Linked DNA regions of Rattus norvegicus: region 2 is linked to region 1. A link is a contact called in public Hi-C data. All regions are on one chromosome and are shown on one strand. The core of a region is the stretch at or near the end of the contact, and the rest is flanking DNA. Distances in the headings are between cores, read along the strand shown. Region 1 has its middle 17 kb from the start of Gng12. Region 2 overlaps Gng12 (G protein subunit gamma 12).

Evidence for each region. A called contact is a pair of places that touch in the nucleus more often than the background predicts.
Region 2: a contact with region 1 is called in a Hi-C map of kidney, with 1.8 times the contacts expected there. The contact joins two enhancer-like sites. A contact is called at or near these places in 7 of 12 Hi-C or Micro-C datasets (the A7r5 cell line, the Rat2 cell line, Schwann cells and 4 more) and 1 of 1 datasets of contacts at active chromatin or transcription factors (oligodendrocytes).

What each region holds. Positions count from the first base shown.
Region 1 is chr4:97,345,116-97,351,966 of GRCr8, forward strand. It overlaps a transcript of Gng12 not described here. Among named protein-coding and RNA genes, the nearest start is that of Gng12, 17 kb to the right of the region's middle. Within about 2 kb of position 3,281, at least 7 of the 93 cell types and tissues checked have an H3K27ac peak or open chromatin away from gene starts, as enhancers often do. A contact at or near this core is called in kidney, where this site is marked.
Region 2 is chr4:97,392,574-97,399,115 of GRCr8, forward strand. It overlaps Gng12 (G protein subunit gamma 12), which reads left to right. Exons shown (of 4, transcript NM_053661.1): 2 at 1,834-1,886. Among named protein-coding and RNA genes, the nearest start is that of Gng12, 30 kb to the left of the region's middle. Within about 2 kb of position 3,753, at least 11 of the 93 cell types and tissues checked have an H3K27ac peak or open chromatin away from gene starts, as enhancers often do. A contact at or near this core is called in kidney, where this site is marked.

The DNA.
Region 1 (6,851 bases), core at 2,031-4,530:
GACCTTGTATACACTGCTACCCAGTCAGGCCTTGAACTGCTTCCTCCCAGGTGCTAGGGATGATGGCTCTGTGCTACCACGGAGCTATTGAAGGATGTAGTAAATAAGTAAATAAGAGCTGCATATAAGCCAAGCCTGATTTCACAAGCCTGATTTCTCTGCCTTGACAAGATATATTTATAGAGCACCTGCAGTCTGTCCTGGGTGACAGAAGTGAGGAACAAATGGGTACAGTGAAGCTCACAGCAATAACAGATCAATAAAACGTGATTGCAGTACAATTAAAGTGATTCTAGTCACCAAACTGCCATCCAAGCCTGAGCCTTCCTAGGCCTTTTTCTGAGTCCAGGTCTTGCCCAGTTCTCAACAAGACCCACATAAAGTTAATATTCCTTAAGCATTCAAACCTCAAGGGATAGAAAAATTTTCCCCAGGGTTACTGAAATTCTGAAGCTGATTCAGAACTCTACCAAGAATCACAGGAGGGGCCTTTACACTCAAAGGAGAGAAAACAGAGGGCTTAATGGGAGCTCAAACTTTGGAAAGCTGTAAATCAAATCAAGAGACACACAGACGGGGCTTCTTACTTACGTGAGACAAGTAACCAGAAGAGAATTATGGGGGCCTCTCCTTTGGAGCTCACCACATCCTCAGCCATTCAGTTGGTGCCCCATATAACACTGAGACCCAACAAGCCTGATGTACATTCACAGACCAGTGAAACTATCTTTCCATAGGAAGCCTTGTTTGGGCAGAAGAGAAAATTGACCTGAAAAGTTCTGTTCCAGCCTAGCTCCTGCAGGGCACCCTCCGTCTTCTCTCAAGGGTAGGGGTGAGCAGCTTGGAGCTGGACAGAAGGTAGAAATGATTGAACTGAATATGGCTTCCAGCTGGGTTACTCCATTTGCTGCCAAATCTCTCTTGAAAATCATTTCTAGTGTCACTTAAATGTTTGGTTTGTCATGGCAGGTTTTATTGGGTGTCATAAAAATGCTTAGCTGGGAGTGTCTGGTTGCTATCCTGGCACAAGGAGGGATTTTGTCTTCTTTTTAATAGGTCTCCACTTCAGAAGGTTACAGAACAATGAATGAGAGTGTTACAGACATTTCAGACTTGATACTTTGAGCTGTTCTCAAAGATTGTAGCTAAAAGAAGTTTTGTCTGTGTCTGTCTGAATGCATCAGTTGTTAAGAACTTGTACTTTTTCCATTTGTTGATTTTTAAGTTTATGACTTTAGGGCCAGGGATTCAAAAAACTGTGTATTCTGTGTCTTTTCTTGCAGAATAAGCTGTAGTCCTTCTTCTTGCAGGGAAGGTCATACAATTATGTGACTAAGAAGAGAGGTATGAGCCCAGATTGGATTTGCGTGGATGTGGTTACCTGTGTTCACCGACATGAGGGCTTCATTGCCGTCATCCACACTTGAAATCTCTCTGGAGAACCTTCATTCAGCATGACTATGTGCAAGCCCCCTAAGACAGTCAGAAGGACGCTTCACTGATTGAGAACCCTCAGATGTCTATTGAATTTCTATTACTGCTAATACTGCTGGCCAAGGTACCCCTGACCACTGGACACTAAGTCACTAGTTCCTACTGGAGCGCATTGACTCAAACTCATGGTAACTTCAGATTGTTCACCAGAATTGCTACCAAAATAAAAATAAAAACAAAAAAATAGTAGGCCAAACTGGGCAGGGCAGTGTATACCTATAATCCCAGCACTTAAAGAGCAGAGGCAAAAAGATTGCTAGAAAATTGAGACCAGCCTGGTCTACTACATAGTGATTTTCAGGATAGCCAGGGCTATACAATGAAACTCTGTCTCAAAAACAAATTTCCTCACACCATAAAAACAAACAAACGGGGCTGGAGAGAAGGCTCAGTGGTTAAGAGCACTGGCTGCTCTTCCAGAGGTCCTGAGTTCAGTTCTCAGCAACCGCATGGTGGCTCACGACCATCTGTAATGGAGATTCGATGCCCTCTTCTGGTGTGTCTACAGTGACAGCATACTCATATACATAAAATAAATGAATGAATGAATAAAAACAAACAAGCAAAAACCAACAGAACAAAACTATGTACTAGAGAAAGACTATTCTGGAATGTAGAGGTGTTTCTTTGCAGTCCACGTGGCTGTTTTGGTGGTAGGCTTTGTTTTCCTAACCCACAGAAGGGCTGTGTCTGACAACAGCTCTGACTCTCAAAGCCTGTCCGGCTACAATAGCCTTCAAACTGCCCTGAGCTGTAGAGTGTGACACATAGTAAGAACTTAACAGATGCCAGAGGACTGAAGAAATAAGGCCGTGCTCCCTGAATGTGTGCCACCAAGATGCGTAAGCTACTGCCTTTTTGATCAAAAAAGGAAATTAAATTGTATTTTTGGGGAATCATACCTTCTTCAGTAGTACACAGGTTATTTACTGACTTCTTTCTCTTGGCTTCATCATGCTGCCTTAAGGGGCAGCTAAAGACTTGGTTGACCTTGACATTGTTTAATGTTGATTGCACAGCAGCAGTCTTGGACTCACCTAATACTTGTTGAGCTGGGAACAAACAGCTCGTTCATTCCTCTGCAGTAATGTCTGCCCACTAAAGCACCTAATGTCTGTGACACAGCAAGGGAGTCCTAGGAACTGCTGGGAATGTGGAGAGAGGTTCCGGTTAGGTATTAGACAGATGTGTTCCTCTTGCTTTGGATAAACAGTGCCGAGGGCAGCGACAGGAGCCTTTGGATCTGCATCTTTTGTAAAAAGACTTCTAATTTAGGAAAGAAGTGGGGAACACTGGTGCCAAAGCCACCAGAAGCTAAGAGTTTATCCGTGTCTCCCTTACTGCCAGCTGGCTGTTCCGCAGCTTCTTCAAGTTTGGTGTCAGAATTCGCTTCCTCTTCCTGCAGGTTTTGGGGAGGTTTGGGATAGCAGGTGGGAGCAGAGCCCTGTTTGCTGGGTATAGCTGTCAGGTGCTGGGTGAAGGTGGCAGAGGCTGGTCTGTACTGTGCCCTTCTGCTTTCTGCTGCTATGAAAAGATGCCAGCATGTCTAAAAAAGTGAATGCCTTCCACTTTTCATTTGCTTAGATGGAGCAGATCATCCTCAGTCAAACTTGCATTCCCAAAGCAGAAATAGCAGATTCTCATGAAACTCATGAGCCTTCCTGTGGTCTTCCTTAAACAGCAGAGCCATCTGCCACATTTCAGTAGGATTTCAGAGATCTTGTACCATGCATCTGCATGTGCTTTGCCTCTTGTTGACCTACGTAGTGGATAAGCAGAATGCTTCAGCTACTGCTTAGTCCAAAGAGCAAACAAACTCTCCTGGCGTGCTCCCTGGGAGACAGTGCTGGCCTTCTGCCTTTGCCTTCCATTTACCTGTACTTCCCTCACTTCCTTCTGGCTCTAATACATAACAGGGACTCCAGGCCACCCACACCCACAAGGGCAGAAGTCACCCTGTCCACACTCACTACATTCACTTCCTGAACTTTACGCTGAGTTTCTCTGACTTACAACCTTTGGCCTGAGAACTCGTTGCCTACACTTCATACTCACAGGGTCAATCTCTTCATAAAAGAAAATTATTAATATGTACGCCCCAAGTTTAACAATCATGGTAGAAAGGAAAAATACTAAAACCTGCTTCTATCCCGTTCTCAGACAAGCCTTTCATACCACCTACAGGTATTAGCCTGTAAATTTAAGGTATTATGAATGTGCATGTTGTTTCTTCCCATTCTTTTTTTTTTTTTTTCTTTTTTTTTCGGAGCTGGGGATCGAACCCAGGGCCTTGCGCTTGCTAGGCAAGTGCTCTACCGCTGAGCTAAATCCCCAACCCTCTTCCCATTCTTCTGTATAGACACTTTCTCCACTGTCTGCCTTGGTGTTAAATTAGCAGTGTGTGAGAAATGGCTTCTCTTTCAGTCACATCAACTTTCCATTGTGCGGATGTAGCTGGAGCTGTGGATGATACTTAATCCTGTGGTCTTACATCCTGTGAAGACAGCTTAAGAGCAGGTGTACCCCACAGTGGTCTGCTGAGCCACTGGTTTCAGTGAGCACCTTCAGGAAGTTTTAGATCAGCATCCTGCTCCAAGACTAGCAGTAAGAGGACTGACTGTCAGTCCTTTTTCCTTTTGCCGATCTGGTTGGTGAGAAGTGACAGTTTAGAGTAGTGATTTTTTTTTTTCTTTTCATAATTAGAAGTGAAGATTTGAGTTAAGTATGGGTCTTTGTGACATTGTTGAAGCTGGTAAATTCCCCTGCGAGACTTTGTGACTGTTCTTGTGTATAGTCTGTCAGAACTCCTTATAAAAATGGGAGGCTGGGTGGAGTGGGCTCCCAAATCATTAGTGCAGAATCAAGACAAGTACAAAGTATGATTTCGCTGCATTTACTAACATCCGAATTACAGGCTTCAGCTAATGGCATTATTAACTTGCAGCTTCTCCAAGGCCACAAAAAAATTATCTTCCAGCTTAGAATTTCTCTTCTCCTTCCTCCCCTCCCCCCATACACATACAGACACACAACACGTACATGTACATACATGTACACATGCACATCAGTGTGTAGGGAGATTGAAAAGGAGATTAAAACATGTAGGTTCCAATTATATTTCCTGTAAAATCTTTTCAGAAGTCTAGACTGTTTCATGTGTTTGTATCTCTAGAAAGGTCACACAGGTCCAATTTGTTTGTTACTTCTCTTGTTGTATTGTGCTGTTCTGTATGATTTCTACAACCAAGGAGGTATTCGCTCCTTCCTGGGAAAAGGAGATGGAAACAAAAATGGCGTAAGAGGATCAGAGCTCAGCATTCTAGGAGCATGAACGGATAGAGCTGCCCTTTAAAAAAAAGACTCTGTCTGTTAGTCTCCTTGTGTTACTCCAGTGACTGTGTGATGTAGATCATGCATGTACCATGGAGCCTGTACACCTGGAGAACAATAAGGAGCCTTCTGGTGTCGGTGCTAGGAACTCAGCTCAGGTCCCCTGGGAAAACAGATTCATCTTAACCCCTGACAGAGCGTTCCAGCCCCTCAGATGCTCTTAGTCACAGCAGACATTTGGGTTGTTAAAGTTAATTTTCAGTTTTTAAAAAACTGAATTCTGTCGAAAGAGAGGAAATCTGATTTGGTGATGAGAAAGCTGTGGTCCCTTTTTAATTTTCTTTTTTTTTTAAAGAAATTCATAAAAGGCAGTCCTATATAAAAGTGGTTTACCAATACATAAAAAAATGAACCTGCTTGGCATGATGACACGTGCCTGTAATTATACCCTTCAGGAACTTAAGGCAGAATGGTCAGAGGTTCATGGTTAGCTTGGGCTGAAAGAGAAATTGAAGCCAGTGTGGACTGTCCAGCAAGACCTTTCTCAAAAGCAAACAAAAGTCTCTAACACACACCGAGTTCACTAGCCGGAGTGAGGAATGACCAAGGGAATCACTGCCCTCTTCACACACACACACACACACACACACACACACACACACACACACACACACTCACACACACACATATACATTCACACATGCACACGCACACACGTCTTTCATGTGGGGTTCTTTTGTGAAAAGCAGTGGAGTGCTGTGGATGCTTGGCTTTCCTTCTAGTGCTCATGGCACTGTGTCACTGTTGATACTCTTGCTGTAGTGTCCACTCCACAAGGAAAAGGTTAGAGCCTGTTACTTCATCCCAGTACCTAGAAGGGTACCCAGCACCTTTTCGTGTCCAGTTCTTAGTATATGAGTGAATGTTGCAGAGGTAGCTACCTCTGGGTCTTTGTGTTCATCTGTGTCTGGGATCCTGTGTTACATGCTGGCCTGGGCACCTGTGTCATCTCTGACCTTTATGGTATGCTCTAACCCTTGGGAGCTGTGTGACAGCATACTTAATGCTTCAGAATTCAAGCCTGCTGTCTGAATTACCTGATGGCTTAATCTACTGTCCATTTGCAAAACAGCTGTTAAGTGTATTTCAGCTAATCTAAGATGCTGTCAGTTGTGAAATAGGCCATTTCTCTCAGCTATCAGGGAAAAGAAATGCTGTCAGTTAAACTATATCAAACATCAGCATAAGAGGGTTAGTTTTGATAACTGCTATAACAGATTATCACAAACTTAGCTTAAGACAACCAGATATTTTATCTCATAGTTCTGTAGATCAGAAGCCAGGGTATATGTGACTGCTGTGTCTCCTTGAAGTGTTGGCCAGCTTGGCTCTTATTAGAGGCTCTGGGAGAATTTACCTCAGGGCCTTTCAGGTTGTTGGTAGACTTCTGTTCTTTGAGATTTGTTTGTTGTCTCTCAGTCAGGGCCACACATACTTCTTAGAGACTTTTTTGGTACTTGCCATTGGGCTGGGCATTAGCACAGCAGGTCCTTCTTGTGCCTAGACTTTAACAGGCCCTTCTGTTCTCTTTTCTCTCTAGCTAGGGAAATGCTCTGCTCCTGAGGGCTGTTTGGGTAGATTAGGTCCAGCGTTCCCAGGTTCCAGGAGTCAGAGGAGAGTTCCTGAAGAGATCCTAATATCAGCAGTGGCAAAAATGACTGTCTCTGTTAGCACAGAGGAACAATTGGTGCTTAAGAAGCACTGGGAATGTTAGAAAGCATGCTTGAGTGTTAGCATACAAATGTCATGAGCACAGTGCTCACACAATGCCTGTCACCTTGAACCTTGGTGCATTAGTCAAACCCTAATTGAGAGAATGCATCTTGCTGACAGTAAACTCGATAACAAGGACAGTGGTTAGTACTTAGGTGCCAGTGGTAGGCATGTGCTAGGGCATTTCCTTACTCCTTGTAGGAATATGAAGTAGGGTGCACCAGCTCCATTTACAGGGGAGAAAGTGGGTTTGG
Region 2 (6,542 bases), core at 2,503-5,002, 48 kb after region 1:
GGCATCTCCATTTTGGCAGCTGGGGAAATGTCTCAGTGGATCAAAGTCTTTGCTGCCCAAGCTTGAAGCCCTGAGTTCAGGTTACCAGCACCATGTAAAACTTCAGTGCAGGGCACACATTTGTTACCCTAGTATTGTAGGGCAAAGACAAGCAGATTCCAGGGGCTCACTTGCAAAATAGTTTAGCTGCAAGGGTAACCTTAAGATTTAGTGAGAAACCTTATCTCAAAAAATATGGAGGAAGAGCTGGAGCGCTGGCCAGAGGTTAAAGAGCATTTGCTGCTCCTGACAAGGATGCCACGGTACACATATAGATGCAGCCAAAACACTCATATACAGAAAATAAAAGTAGGATGGAGAGCAATAGAGGAAGACATATCACATCTCCTCTGATATCAACACATGTATGCATGGGTGTACCTCATACCTATGTACATGCATGTGCATGCATATGCCGTACATTGATATGCATTCTTTCTCTCTCTCTCTCCCCCTCCCTCCCTCCGTCCCCCTCCCTCCTCCCTCCCTCCCCCCTCCCCCCTCAGACACACACACACACACACACACACACACACACACACACACACACACACACTGAGAATATTTTTCTCAATTTATTCTGTTCTATGTGCAACCTATTGGCTGTCATGTGGCTGTTGTGGCTAGTCTGGGCTGAGAGGTATAGGATCTTGACAGTTTAGTTTTGACAGTCAAGCAGGGGAAGAATTGGACAGCTGCAGGTCAAAGGGCACAAAGAAGCAGATGTTAGGTGAGGAAACAGAAGCTGCAAACACGGGCTAAGGTGAGTAATGTGTAGGGAGGATTTGAGCTTTTCTTCTTACAAAGAAAATAAGAGAGATATGGGGCTAATCAGTGCTGCTGTGGAGACCATTTCTCTATGTGTACCATTATCTCATAATATCATGCTATAAACCTCAATAAATACACAAGGTTTATTTAAATGAAGAAATGTAAAATATCTTTAGGTCCTATGTGGACTTCATGTTGCAATAGTATTTTTAACCATTCAAATCTCTTGTGAAGGCTTTCATCTACTTTTTATATTTTTTCCTCCATCTTTATTAAACTGGGTATTTCTTATTTACATTTCAATTGTTATTCCCTTTCCTGGTTTCCAGGCCACCAACCCCCAACCTCTCCCCCTCCCCTTCTATATGGGTGTTCCCCTCCCCACCCTCCCCCCATTTCCACCCTCCCCCAACAATCTCATTTTCTTGGGGTTCAGTCTTGGCAGGACCAAGGGCTTCCACTTCCACTGGTGCTTTTACTAGACTATTCATCGCTACCTGTGCAGTTGTAGCCCAGGATCAGTCCATGTATAGTCTTTGGGTCCACTTTTTATTTTTTGATATAGCTTGTATTATATTTCTTTAGGGGCTCGTCATTAACAATAAAGCAAAATTTTGTTATTTACATGCTCAGGTGACTGCATTAGAAAGCCTGGCACATCCCTCCTACTATCCTTCAAGTTAGGCTTAATCCTAGCAGAAGGGGGTTGTGGGACCAGAGCGAGAGTGACAACCGAGGAGGCTTTGCTCACTTGAAGAGTTTGGATGAAAACACTACCATTTATAGTTATGCTGGCTTCAGCCATCCAGCCTCTCAGAGGCAGATGCAGAATGCCTTCTGAATCAGGAAGTTGAAGTATGTAGGGAAAAATTCACTCTCTACTCTAGCAGGAGCCAGGAACAAACTTTGTTAATCTGTAACTAAAAGAATAAATAGTCGCGAGGCATTACATAGTCACTTGGGATGAAAGCAGATCCTTTCCACTTGTCATTTACTCCTGGAATGTGTTTAATTCTCTTTCAGATTCACCCTACCATTTAAAACCTGGAGGCACTGGCCCACACAAAGCCTTGCTGGTAAGGTCTTCATTCATTATTCAAACAAAGTGGCTATGTGCAGTTGCTTTTAAAAGGCTAGTCACATTTTTAGTCAAACACATCCCTAAAAAATTACTGAATATTTATTTGCATATTTTTTCTATGAATGATTTATTAATTTTCCATGCCTTAAAAAATAGTGAGGTTTTGGTTTGGTTTGGTTTTGGTTTGCTTTTTGTTTTGGGGGTGGTTTTGCAAAGAATTGAGGAAGGAGTGGATTCGTGATACATGCCAGAAGCTATTAAACTAAAACCTCTGTATAATGAAACACTTTCCAGGTCCATATTGATATTCTTCTTGTTTCATACAGTATTCAAAACACCAAAGTCTTGCTTGGCTGAAGAATTCAAACTTTGCCTTGAAGTATGTTGTAGGGAAAATGGGTGCCCAGCTACCACACATTTTTCTTTGAAACTTTTCCAGTGAGTTTTTATTAGTAATTGCATTATGATTCAGGGTCCCAGGGTAGGGACCATCATCTCTCTGGGGAGAAGGTCAAAGAACAGAGGAGAAGTGGGCAGAGCCTAGTTGGATCTTCCCAGGAAATGTGCCTTCTGCAATGCAGTCATTGCAGTCTGAGACCAAGGTAGCTGGTAAGATGGCTCAGTGGTTAAGAACACTTGTTTTTGCAGAGGATCCAGGTTTGATTCCAACAACAAAATGGTGGCCCACAACCAGTGGTAACTCCATTCTCATGGGGTCCAGTGGCTCATGATACAGGGCACTTATACACACGCTGGTACCACTCACACATAGAGATATCTCCCCTTTGCACTTTGCTTTCTCACAGTGGAAGTCCAAGTAGTTCTGCCAGCAGTCCCTAGTCTGGTTCTGGTTTGGGAGGCAGCTGTCAAGGTGGGGGGGGGGGGGTGTTGTAGTTCTTGGTTTTAGTCTTGATGTCTTCAGCCATCCTGACTCCTAAAGACTGTCCTGCTGTCCTGGAGTAGAGTTGCTTCAACATGACCTTTAGCAAAGGTGCCAGTGTCAGATGGGAAGTGGAATTCTGACTGAGGCTGTACTCACTTTAATGTTCCTTTTTTACAATTCTTCATTGTGTGCATGCATGTGTGGAGGTGTATGCACATCGATGCAGAGACCAGAGGAGATGGTTGTGAGTCACCATCTGAGTGTTGGTGACTGAGCCCGATCCTCAGATCCTCTGAAGAGCAGCCAATGCTCTACCCTCTGAGCCACCTCTTCAGCCCCAGGCCATAATTAGTGCGTTGTATTCTCTCTCCTCTAACCTCAGTGTGACCGACTGCTGTACAGTCAGTACCTCAGTGGTAGAAATCACTTGCCTTGTTTTTTTTTCCCAAATGAAAAGCATCTGAGGATTAATATGGTATCACTTCCTGGTCTTGCAGCTGTAGACTGGCTGTGGTGTTTAGCTTTTGCTCTATAATAAGCCACCCCAAATTTACTCCTCAAATAGCAGTTGTTTATTTTCAAATTCTGTGGGGGGTGGGGGGAGGGGGGTTGTTTTGGCCTCAGCTCAGTTATGTGATTTCTGGTTTGAGCTGAGATCATTCATGAATAACATCCAGGTGAATGAGGCTTTGTTTTGTTTGTCATGTGGCTGTTGGCTGAAGTGTTTATAATGCCTGCCCATGGATAGAGTCTCTCCTCTTTGGTGCCACATTAACTGTCCTTGAGGCTGTCCCCTGCTCTGCTCACAAACCACTCCCACCTTCTCCACTCCGCCTCACAGCAGCCAAGGCATCTCTGACTTCTCTGCTGTCCCTTCCTAAATGCACTATCTTCTCTTGCTCACGTCTTACCATTCTCTTTATTCTTTGTGTGTGGTATTTGTGTCTGAGCCAGAGGTAAACCATGACCGTCATTCCTCAGGAGCCACTGACCCTGTCTTTTGCTTTGGTCCCGTGCCCTTCCCCCATGTCCGTGTCCGTTCTCCCCCCCACCTCTCCAAGCCAGACCTGTAGTTGGCCAATTAGGCTAGCCTTGATGGCCAGCAAGCCCAGAGGTCTGACTGCCTGCATCTCCAGTGTTGGGACTACAAGCACAATGCCACCACGCTGGTGTCTGACACGGGGACTGAGGATTGAATATGGGTCATCAAGCTTGCACAGCTAGTGTTTACCTACTGAGCCATTTCCCTCACCCCTATGCTTTTTTGGGGGGGGGGTGGAGGGTGACGGTAAGGTTAATCTGTTCACCATCACATAACAACGTATCTTATTTCATTCTGCTTTCTCCCCTCCATCCGAAGAGCCTTGTTTTTGTCTTTGTTTTTAAGGCCCAGTCCTGCCTTGTTTCAGCCATCTGCGATCTCACCTGCTCCAGCCTCCTTACAAGCCAAGCATGTCCACTTTTTTCACCGTGCTTACTCTACTCTTTTTGGGGGTGGGGGTGGGAGGGCTTTGTTGGCTCTTTGAAAGCATAAATTTCCACGTGCCTTCCCTGTGGCCCAACAGCATAGGCACAAAGTCTAACAGATACTTGCTTAAGCAGAAAGTAGCACAGCCCTGGGCCCATTCGCACCACCCCAGCTCATCACAGTCGCAGGAGGCACCACAGGTCCCTGTTGCTTTAATTCATCAGGCTTGGGGAAGACCTCAGGAATCAAGTGATGCTTCACAGCTGGCAACCTGTGTGGTTTGCCACAGCTTGGTAATCCAAGAACAAGAAACTTAGGAAAAGCTTGGGTTTAAGCACAGCTCCATTAAAAAACTACCTTTCTGAGCTGCAGTTTTCTTGTCTGGAAAGAGGGGATGATACTTAAAACTTTCCAGAAACAAAGAAAACAAAAAGGTTGTGTATAAAAGGGCTGTATACACTGTAAGTAGAACTGAAAGACATCAGTTGCTCTGCATCTGTGACTATTCAGTAGTTTGACAAGGGGAAGTTCCTACATAGTAGTGGGAGAGGAACAGGCAGTGACTGGGAAGTTGAGTGGAAGTGGTAGAAATGGGAGCTCCAATAGAACAGCGTCAGTGGTAATTAGGGGATGTTCTCTGCAAGCACCATGCTGTCTGCCTACGTACAGATTTCCTGTAACACTCCCCATCCATTGACAGAGCAAGCTTTTTCCTGGGATAGTGTCAGTCTCACTGTTTAGCCCTGGCTGACCTGAAATTAAAAAATCCTCCTGCCTCAGCCTCCTGAGTGCCAGGATTACAGGTGTCACATCACCCCATGCTCTCATGTGTACCATTGGTGATTTGTGTGTAAGGGGGGGGTTTCTTTTATGTTCTTCAGAATATCTAGATCTTCCTGTCCCTGGAAAAGGTCTGGTGTTAAAATTATCAATCACTGGTGGCTAGACTTACTATGCGAATTTCATTCAGAGAAGTGATTTTAATTCAGTTAAGATTGTTTCTAGAAAGGCTTCCAGAATTCTATAGGGACTGGACTATTCGTGGAAGGAACTTTCCTCTGTGACTTTGTTTTCTCTTAAATGAGGTTTATTGGTTGCAGTTATTTTGCTCATCATCAACAGAACAACGTATACTCAGTTACTGACTTATGTGGCTGACGTGTTTGTCCTGCATGGTTGTGTCGAGGGACTCAGAGGCCTTCATCCAGCCATTTATATTCTCTGTCCTGTTCTCCTCCCACCTTAGTTCCATCAGTGTCACGCCCATCTATGCACCACATTCCTTTAGCCACACCACGGTGGCATCTGTAACCATGACTGTCAGCCGCCATTCTTGCAGCTTGTATCTTAACGAAAGTAACTCTTCAGCTGTAATTCCAAAAGTAGTACCAAAGAAGTATTTTCACTGGCCTGGTTTGGATAGCCTGTTGGACTCAGCATGATCACAAGTGGGCAGTCGACAGCAAGCAGCATCTCTTTGACTATATGCTGTTCATATGTCCTATGACAGAAGGCAAGTCCACTAATACCAGAGATGAGTGCCTATGCTGGGGGGAAAAAAAAGAGTTTTCACAGCAGGAAGGGTGGGGGTAAAGATAGCAGGCAGACAAAATCTCTAAGTACCACAGTGGTCTGATTTAGAAATTTCATAATTTGGAGTCAGTTAAACTTGGAAGGTTGAAAATTAGATGTAGCCTTGGCTCTGTTGTGACCAGGCCACCAACAGTGAGCAGGGATGAGAGTGAGTGGCCGTACTTTGGGTTTGGTGGGAAGCTCCTGGGTTGAGGACTTCATGTTGCATCCCAAGGAGCCATAGAGTACTTGGTTTCTGGATGCAGTGGTTGAGCAGCAGTGATCTGCAGACTTCTGTAATTTACAAAACCATGTGCATGAGGGATCTTATGTTCCTTCAGTCTCTCACTGGAGCCTGCTGATAAACCATTGTTTGACTCAACTGTGGCTGTTTTCAATTTGGCTAGTTTAGTGTCTGGCATTAGCCTCTGTTCTTGGCTCACCTATTGAAGTTTAGTGTCCATTATAAACATGGCTGCTTGTGGAACAGACAGTGATGTCAGTGGCTGAGCATTTTGCCTTAAATTATACATTGAGTTTCCCAGCTTTATGTATAAGGTTTTCACAGTCATAGCTGCCATTTACCTAATGTCAGGTTCTGCTAAATACTTTATGTGCATTATCTGAGCTGCATATTTCTGCATGACTAACAACTCCAAGAACCTCAGATCTGTCACAGTATATCCTGCTGGGACCAGCACCTTCCAGCCACCATTCTGGAAGCACTC